Linked DNA regions of Mus musculus: region 1 is linked to region 2. A link is a contact called in public promoter capture Hi-C data. All regions are on one chromosome and are shown on one strand. The core of a region is the stretch at or near the end of the contact, and the rest is flanking DNA. Distances in the headings are between cores, read along the strand shown.

What was found. Promoter capture Hi-C pulls out the DNA fragments that hold promoters and counts their contacts.
Region 1: a contact with region 2 is called in a promoter capture Hi-C map of pre-B cells. The contact joins the promoter of Dtx1 here to the promoter of Tpcn1 in region 2. A contact is called at or near these places in 3 of 39 promoter capture datasets (the C10 cell line, embryonic stem cells and pre-B cells), 4 of 484 Hi-C or Micro-C datasets (CD4 T cells, embryonic stem cells and forebrain), 3 of 115 datasets of contacts at active chromatin or transcription factors (the SCID.adh cell line and embryonic stem cells) and 2 of 9 other capture datasets (liver and pancreatic islet).

Annotation. Positions count from the first base shown.
Region 1 is chr5:120,710,247-120,714,913 of GRCm38.p6, forward strand. It overlaps Dtx1 (deltex 1, E3 ubiquitin ligase), which reads right to left and starts at 1,423. Exons shown (of 10, transcript NM_008052.3): 1 at 1,239-1,423; 2 at 1-729. The coding sequence starts at 67.
Region 2 is chr5:120,585,010-120,589,977 of GRCm38.p6, forward strand. Tpcn1 (two pore channel 1) reads right to left here and starts at 3,604. Exons shown (of 28, transcript NM_145853.2): 1 at 3,494-3,604; 2 at 176-419. The coding sequence starts at 287. It overlaps Iqcd (IQ motif containing D), which reads left to right and starts at 4,014. Exons shown (of 5, transcript NM_029408.2): 1 at 4,014-4,085.

The DNA of each region.
Region 1 (4,667 bases), core at 173-2,672, 120 kb after region 2:
CCACGTTCTGCGGCGGGAAGCCCAGCCCGTTCACCGGCACCATCACACCTTGGCCTGGCCGTGACATGGCCGCTGCCGCCTGCGGGGCCAGGTCCCCACTGTTGCTGGCCCAGCTCCTCCTGGGCCTGGGAGCACCGGGGAAGCTTCGTCCTCCCTCTCCAGGGCGGGCGGCGAGGAGTGTGGCCTCTTTTCCAGCTGGGCTCGTCTCCAAGGCCTAGAGGCCTGGGTTAGGGGGATGGGTGGCCATCCAGACGCTGCGAGGACCCCTTCCCGCAGAGCGCAGCTGTTGCACACAGCGGTGCGCGGTAGGCAATGTCTGTCCTAGGTGGGGGACATGATCTCAATCCCTTAGTCCCCTCAGTGCAGGTGCAGGAGTGAGGAGGCACTTGCCCCTCTAAGTCCGGCCTGTCCCTGCTTCTCTCCCGTTCCTTCTGTCCGCCACGCAGGGCCTTGTCACCCAGGAGGCCCTGGCCCCAGCCTGCTGCTCCTTGCGCGCTTGGCTCCGCTTTCCAGATCCCGTGCCTCGCTTCGGGGTGACTTGGGTCCGCCCCTCCCGACGGGGCTCCCTGCACCCCTGCACCCCTGTCCCCTCTCCTGGCCGGCCTGAGTGGTGGTAGATCTCCCAGGGAAGGGGGCGGAGCGTGGGGATCGCGGTCCGGACCTGCAGCTGGGGGACCCTGGGGAGGGGCGGGGGCCGTGGGCACGCCCCACCCCACTGGTGTTCGCGACCTGCAGGGGCGACAAGAAGGAGAAAGGGCCCTTTAAGAAGAGAGCAGCCCCCTCCCCCTCCCAGGAGCCGCGGCAGAGAACAATGGGGCGCCGGTGGGGGGGCGGCAGGGAGGCTCGGGGGTCTGTGCCCTGCAGTCCCTGGGGTACCCGGAGAACAGCGGGCATCATACCCCAGGCTGTCACCCGCAGTGGCCCGTGTTCGGTTGGAGCGCGTCCCCCGCCCCGGGCCGCGCGCTACCGGGGGCTGCGGTGTGGGATGCAGGGACGCGGGATGTGGAGATGCAGAATTCCGGGATGCGGAATGAAGGATGTGGGATGCAGGGATTCGAGTTCAAGATGCGGGATGTTGAGATGGATGGAGGGTGCCGGATGGAGCCGCGACCGAGGTTTCCTCAGGGGTGGCGTCCCCGGGGGCAAAAGAGCTGCAGGTCGTTATGTCCCCGCCCGGTGGCATCTGCCCGTGGGCCCGCCAGAGCCAGGGATTTGGGGTCCCTGCGCTACACGCTCACCGTGATCTCCCCGCGCTGGCTCTTTTCACCCCCCGCTGACTCTTTCTCCGCTGGCTCCCGGGAGGGAGGGAAGGAGGGCACCGCTTTGCCCCAGCCCGGACCTCGCCCGCCGCCGGATAGACAGACAGACAGGAGGACGCAGTAGTCCTGGCGCGCGGACGCGTCGGACGCGTCGCTGGGATCCCGCGGGTGGAGGCGGCCTCGGGGCGGGGCGGGTAGAGGAAGGGGAGGAGACCGATCCGCCCAGCCGCTGTGACACGCGAGTCACCGAGTCCCCGGCTGGGCCCACGAGGCATCAGATCCGTTCTGTGTTTAGGGGTTCTGGTTCCAATCTATCATCTTTGCATTTAGCATCTATGCTAGGGCCTGGTACACAACAGGCGCTCAATAAGTACTTGAATGAATGAATCTGATTTAGAGACAGTCTAAAGACTGCTCATAAGGCCACTGGCCAACTACAGGGTGATCTCTTGGAGCAGCAGTTTAAGCGTTCATGGGCACTGTGATAGGCCCTCTGGCAAGCTGAACACAGCATCTGCAGACACAGGTATGGACTGAGAGAGGAGACATCCAGGACCTGCCCTGTTTAGATTGGGAAAGATGAGGCTGTGTGGGACTGCGATCCAGGCAGCTGAGCAGGGTTAAGGGACCTCTTTGGGAGCCAGACCAGAGTGGCCCTTGCTCCTCCTCTGTTGGGATCTGGGGGGATTGGGGGAGGGCAGGGGGAAGGGAGAGCAAGGGTGAAGGGCAGGCTACACTAGGCTCACTCCCAGAACCAAAACTGGATTAGCTGGAGTCTTTACCCTGCCCAGGACACCTGCGTTTTTGTTGTTGTTTTGTTTGTTTGTTTTTAGAAGAAAGCCATTCACAGCTACATCTAGTCACTGCTTAATGACCACCTTGCAATCGGTGGGAACCTGAGGTCCTCAGGGTAAGGAAGTCATCAACTCAAAGTTGCACAGGGATTTAGTAGCAAACACAAAAGAAGAATCCAGCCAACTCCTCCCAGCAGCCTCTCTTGATTCATCGGTCTTCCCTCCTCCTCCTCCTCCTCCTCCTCCTCCTCCTCCTCCTCTGTGACACCCCATATCACGCCATCAACTACTTTAACCACTTACACAAAACTGATTCCTGCTCAAAAGGCCCCTAAGGGCTTCCACCACGGTTCACCTCTGTGGCCCAAGATCATCACAAATGATGGCTTCTGCTTATTGAGTGTCCATTCCATTCAGCCCCTGGAGGTAAGACTGTGTCCTCATGTTATGGGCAGGAAGCAAAATCTCTGGAAGCTCAGAGAGGTTACTCAGTTTGTCCGACTTCCCACAAGAGTGAGTAGGGCTGGGAGTTGACGCCTCAACGCCTTTGCACTTTCCATGGCAACAGGCCGCCATGATGCGTGTTGAATGACTAATGGATGTAATCTGGCTGATCTAGCACAGTGAGGCCTTTCACCAAGGAGGGCTGAGAAGGACTACACGCAGTTAACAGCCACCTGTGGCTGCAGGCCCAGAAGGGGCGGGATCTCAGGATCCCATTCCTAGGAGCATGCATTGGTCACTCTGTCCCTGTCACACAGAACAGGATGGATGCGGGATTCCAGGCTCTTCCCACCCCCTCTCTGTCCATCTAGAGCTGGGGCCAGCTCTTCTCTGTTCTTTTAAGAGTGATATATATGGTTCTGGTTCCTATCTATCTATTTATCTATCTATCTATCTATCTATCTATCTATCTATCTATCTATCTATCTATCTATATCTTTGGGGCCCTTGGAAGTCAGGGGACTTCCTGAGGCTATAGGGCTGAGTGTGGTGAAGGTGGATTTGAGGGACCCCAGAAGGGTGACCTGTAAAGCCCATCCTGTGACAAGGGGCCATTGTGTTGATGATCTCGTGTCTAAGCTGTGACCCAAGAATGGTGCTTTCCTATCAAGAGGCAGGAGACCCAGGGTGACGAGATACCCTACATACATACCCGAAGTTCATGTGGGGCATCCATCCATACTGGTCTCCAGCGAGAGCACCTGATCGTTGTCCAAGTCCTCAAAGATGGTAAGAGTATAATCCTTACCGGGGAAACTGATTTGTTTTTCTGGATTCAAGAGAGTGAGGCCAAGGCAGTTTGAGTCGAGGGTCTCTGTATCGTGAGCACTCCAGGTCTGTTTGGGGGCCATTCACAGATCCCTTGGTTAAAAAAACATTTATACCGAGTCCGGCAAGGTGGCTCCGTGGGGAAAGGCACTTTCTGCCAAGCCCTTAGACCTGACTGAGTTCAATCCCTGGGGCCACTTGGAATGGCAGGGAGGTCAGCGGGCCTGAGTGTGGGTGTGGACTCCTGTCCTGAAAATGATAGAGCAGAGGAAAAGAATGGAACAGGTGGGTGGGAGGCAAGAGGAAGAAAGAGAAGAGGACAGACACTCCTGGGTCCACAGAGGGGTCCGGTTCAGCCCCAAAGTCAGCTTCCTTGGTTCCTCCTCGAATTGTCTGACCCAGGCCCCAGTTGGGCATAGGATGCAGGCAGTTACAGGATGTTTCGAGTACATTCTGTGAACCAGGTACTCTGTACGTCCTTCTCGGGCTTCCAACCTCCCAGCAGGCATTGCGGCAGACTTCCCACACCCCCGGACCTGGCTATTGTACCGTGCATCTGAGGACATAGGTACATAGGTACATGGTTTTTGATGGATGTCTCCACTTCCTCATAGATCTCAATATCTTTAATCCACGGAGTCTGGATGAGGCCCTTTCACCACCTCTCCCTTTGAATCCAAGTTGGCTGGCTGTGGGTGCCCTTGACGTAGGCTCCTTTCTCCATCGCAGAGGAGAAGGACCCACGGGAAATAAAAACAGGCTGACAGTTAGTGTGACCCAGATGTGCTTGAAGTTCGGTGGCCCCTGGAGCTGAAACAGTTGTTCTATCTGTGGAACACGTAGGCTGGCCAAGGGGAGGATAGAACTCGATCCACCTGCAAGAGTCCAGGTCTTCCGCCGCGGAACGAAATAGGAGCGGGTGCAGAGCGCCCCCTCGTGGCCAGAGCTTACTTCCTCGCTTTCCTGCAGGCCTGGCTGCCTTTTTAGGTAATCTATTTAAACCGATTCTTATTGTGGCAAAAGCCAGGAACGTAAGATTTCCTCATCTCAGTCACATTCGAGTTTACAATTCATCAGCACCAAGTAGGTTCCTGTTGTGTAAATGTCCACCGGAGGCTTTGTCCTGCAGATATGAAGTCTTTGCTCTCTGTTCACTTATTAATTCATTCCCACCGTGGGGCGTTCAGAACAGTGTCTATGGGCACAGGGTAAAGTGTCTCTTTGAGACTTTGCTTTCGATTCCGTTGGCTGTGCCCATTGTCAATACAGTCGTATCTAGAGTTACCTGCTAAATGGTAAGGCTGGGCTCTGGGCATATGTTTCCCTCAGGGAGCTCCCAGAA
Region 2 (4,968 bases), core at 2,354-4,853:
CCCACATCAGTCACACTAGGTGCAAGGTCTGTGTCACACTTGAGATGGGTCACAGGGGCTGTTCTTCTCTCATGGAGACGGAAGCCCACCCACCATCTCTCACTCTCTGAACAGACAAGCTCGGAGTCGCCCCGCCCACCTGCAGGTCGCCCCGCCCACCTGCCCACAGGCTTACTTTTGCTGGGCAGCTGCTCTTGGCCCAGGCTGTTCGAAGGAGGCAGCGGAGCACTCTCAGCCTCGTCCAAGGTCAGGATGAGCGGCACATCGTCATCTAAACTTACAGCCATCTTCTCCTGACCTGCGGTCCTCAGGATACAACGGCCAGGGCTTTAAACTGCCTCCGGCTTGAGCTCCTGTTCAAAGCCACGGGGCCGGGGAAGCTTCCCAGAGCCTGTTCCATCAGAGGCATCTTCTAAGGTCTGAAGGATAAAAAAATTAAAATAAGAAAAGAAAAGAAAAAAAAAGAAAGAAGGAAAGAAAGAAAGAAAGAAAGGTAATGATTAAAACATAATCGTTACTGATGAACGTGTTCTGGATCTGGCATCAGCGATGGCCATGCAACTGGAGCAGCCCACACTGGTTTCAAAGTTGCTATGAAGTAAAGGATGACTTTGAACATCTGATCCCCCTGCCTCTGCTGGGATTACAACTGTGCATCACACCTGGTTTATAGGGAACTGGGGCCTGAACCCAGGGCTGTGTGCTAGACCTCACTCTACCTGGTAAGCCACAGCCCACACTGCCACTGTGTTTCAACATTAAAAAAAAAAAAAAAGTTAGGAATTGCCACATCTGCTATGATTGGGAGGTTGAGGCAGGAGAGTGACATAGTTTAAGGACAGTTGAACTGTATATAGTAAGTGTACTTACAGAGAGAGAGAGAAGGTGAGGGAGAAAGGAGAGAGAGGAGAAGAAGAAGAAGAAGAAGAAGAAGAAGAAGAAGAAGAAGAAGAAGAAGAAGAAGAAGAAGAAGAAGAGGGGGAGGGGGAGGGGGAGGGGGAGGGGGAGGGGAGGGGAGGGGAGGGGAGGGGAGAGGAGAGGAGAGGAGAGGAGAGGAGAGGAGAGGAGAGGAGAGGAGAGGAGAGGAGAGGAGAGGATGAATAAGAGTTATGGAGATAAAGGCACACCAACTATGAAGAAGGTAAGACCAGGTATGCTGACCCAGGCTTGTAATTCCAGCACTTGGGAGACCTGAGGCAGGAAGGTCCTAGTTCAAGGCTAGCCTTGGCTATATATTGAGCTCAAGGCCAGCCTGACTTATAAGAGACAGTCTCAACAAATGAAAATCAGAGTCTGTTGTGATGGTGCATGCCTTTAATCTGAGCACTCAGAGGCAGAGGCAGGTGGATCTCTGTGAGTTAGAGGCCAGCCAGAGTGTGTTCCAGGACAGCCAGGGCTATACAAAAATAAAAACCTCTACACATCAGGTAGGGACAGAGGTAATAGGTAACTTTCCTGAGTGCCCACAGTCAGAAAGCCAAGCTTTGTCTCCAGGCCTACATTCCTAACCAGGTGTGGTGACTCTTAAAGTCACCAGGTCTTGTCCTCAGAGAGCAGTAATTACTCTTGGGAATACATAAGATCATCCTGGCTTTGCTGGTGGCCGACAGGAATTCTTCTTGCATGACCTTTGCGCTCCTCTACGGGAGATGTTCAATGAGGAAGAAGCACTTGCACATTCCTTACAACTTATAATCAGAGTCCTTTTCAAAAGCCCCATCCTTCCTTCTCTCCAGGTTTAAACCCTCAGGACTGGCCTGTTCGAGAAGCTGTTTACACAGACCGGCTTCTGCTTACTGAGATAAAAAGAAAGGCAGGACTCAGCAGATCTGCCCGGGGACCTTTGAACTTAGAGACAGCAGCAGGTTGCTGCCTCCAACTGTGGCCAGTGCACCAGACATAGTCCGCCTCCAAACCAATCCTCGGCAGGACAACTGGGCAATGTCTGCCCCCTTTCCAGGAACGATGGATGGGAACATCACCAGGCAGAGACAGCCTGTCTCTCTTAACAGAGGCGGTGGCGGCAGCGGAGATAAACACCACTTTCTGCAGCAGCCTGCTAAGCCTGAAAGACTCTGCCTGGCAAAGTTCCTGCAAGTGGGGGGTGGGGAGGGGGTTGTTCGTTTGTGTTTTTTGTTTTCCTTTTCCAGATTTGAGAATTTATTTTGCTTGGAAATCTCAACAAGGGGAGACAGAAGAGGAACTCCCACAAGATACCCGTCATTTGGCTGCCTAAAGAACTGCAGTGTGTTTTGAATTTTGGCTTAACTCTCTCCTCCCCCAGTGCCTTGCATAGACTAGGCTCACACTTCTAACGCACTCCACAGCAGAGGGATTACAAGGATGTACTTTGAGGCCATGAGGAGGAGGCTCTAACAGTGTGTTCTCGCTATTCACTTGGAAGGCAAGAAGCTCTCCCAACGCATGACAACAGGTTTCTAATGTTCGTCACTAGCATCCTAGGGAGATCCTCCCAGTGGGTTTTACATTTTAACAGCGGGATGCATGACTCCATTCTAACATGCCTGGTCTCACCTCAATGGCTCTCGCCTGGAGTGACTTTGTCCCCACTGTCTAGAAATATTTCCAGCATCACAACTTGGGATTGATTGCGAGGGAGTCCAGAGAGGCTACTGAACATCTACAGTACACAGCTGTAGACCCCACCCACAGGAAACAACCTCCTGGCTCCGACTCAACGGCTCTGCCCTCAGTTGGTTAGCGCCCACTTGATACATGAGGCAGCTTAGCGTGGCCTCTCCCAAGTAAAGAGCCACAAGTAGTCATGGAACGCAGGGGACACTGCCCACTTCAGCGCAGCCCCACCAACTATTCCTAGAAACTGCACTCCACTTAGGCGAAATCCACCAACCGCTTTCTTGTTTTTTGTCTTTGGTGGTAGGGATATCCCTATGGAGCTTTGAAGCTTTGAAGTTGCCATTCTCCTGCCTTTGCCTCCTGAAGAGCCTATGACTTTTCAAAGAGAAAGAAACGGGGCCCAGAGAGGGTAAGTAAACTGTCCAAGGTCACACAGCAGACTCGGAGCTCCTAAGGTCCAGCCCTTTGGCAGACCTTGGTTCTCTCTCTAGCGGAGACCCAGCGAGTCACCCCTGGGGTAAGGTCACCCCTGGAAGAAGGTCCCGGAATCAGATAGCTAGCTGCCATCCTGCGATCTGTCCCCTGAGGCAGACTGACCCAGGCAGGAGTCCCCGGCCAGGTCACAAGAGGACACAGCAGGGAGGTGAGCAGGGAGGAAGGGTCGCTCGGGGGCTCTAGCTCCCCACGATCCCCATCGCGATCCGGGTCGCCCCAGGAAGTCAGGCCAAAGAAAAGGGGTGCAGAGAGAAGGGGATCCGCAAGGAGAGAGCATGCCGGCCACCTCCCAGGGCCCCGCCTCGGGCTTCTGGAGCACTCAGCCCCAGCCCCTTCTCTGCACCTTCTGACCCCTGACCCTTGCCCTCGGGCCAAGATCGCGCACCCCTCGGATCCTTACACGCGCCGTCCCGGGATCCCGCACTGTGCACTGGGTCTGCACAGCGTAGCTCAGCCCGCAGTTGCCGCCGCCAATATCCCCAGCGCGGAGCCTCAGCAGCCGCCACCGCCGCCTCACCGCTGCCACAGCGGCAGCTGCGCCAGCCTTCGCATCCGCCGACTCCTGTCACTCAGCCCCGAAAGCCCCGCCCACGGCCCTAGGCCACAGCCTACTGGCCATCAGAGGGGTCGCAATGAAATTTGACAGGGTAGACTACACGTCACTCAGCGTTCTCACAGCCCTCCTCCCAAAGGGAGGGCGGGGCGAGGAAGCAACACCCCTTTCCTCCCCACCCCACCCCCACCCCCGCCTCACTCGCGCAACCAACAGGAATCCTGCGTCTTTCCATTGGCGAAACGTCAGAGAGGCGGGGATTTTGATTGGCCATCTTTCAGGAGGCGGAGCCAACGCAACCCGATTCGAAGTTAAATGGTGAAAAAGAATGTCAGTCAAACTCAAAGTCCCGCCTTCTAAGAGTGGCTCGTAACCTAGCAACATAAGGGCCGCCGAGTTGCTTAACTGTGGGCCAAGAAACTTGCATCTTGAGGAGCTGGTGAGTGACAGCGGGGAAGCCCCAGGCTGCAGGCTGTGTGCACCTAGTAGGCACGCCGTCCAGTGATTTCTCCCCTCCAGGCGTCCGCGCCCCACTTGCCATCCCGTCCAGCTCCAGGTCCTCACTCCCTTGCCCAACCTCCATCCTGTCCTCCTCTAGGCCTCCTGCAAGCACCATCAAGTATCCTCTTCTGATAGTCTTGCTTCCTGTCTGGTCCACCTGCCATTTCATAGTCCCTCTCCTCATCTCTTACTGATACCATTTGTGAAGTTCACATCGAGTGAACTTAGTTCAAGTAATTGGATGGGTTGGTTTGTTTTGGTGCCCACTGTCCGCACTATGTTCAGAGGTCAGCTTGCTGGGTGCGTGACCCCCTTCAGTGTATGCTTAAAATAAGGATTTGTTGTTTGTTTTGATTTTGGAACAAGGTCTCACTATGTAGTCTCGAACTCACTCTGTAGACCAGGCTAGCCTCAGACTCACAGAGATCCACCAGTCTTTGCCTTTGAGTACTGGGATTAAAAGCATGTGCCACCACCCTTGGTCTAATTAGGTTTTTTCCCCTTTAATTGTTAAAGTTTTATTATCATTATTAATATTATTATCACTATGTCTGCGTTGGTGGGGTATGTGAATGTGAATACAGACAAAGGGTTTTGGATCCTCTGGAGCTAAAATTAATTACGGGTGGGCAGTTGTGAGCCACCTGTCATAGGTGCAGGGGACTAAACTCTAGTCCTTTCAAAAAGCCGTACACGCTCTTTTAAAATAACGTAAAGCTTTATTTATTTTTACTTTATATGTATCTGTGGGTGCCTACGTGTATGTGAGTGCACAAGGTATGTTCACAACGTGTGTGTGCTGTGACTGCCAGGCTAATTGC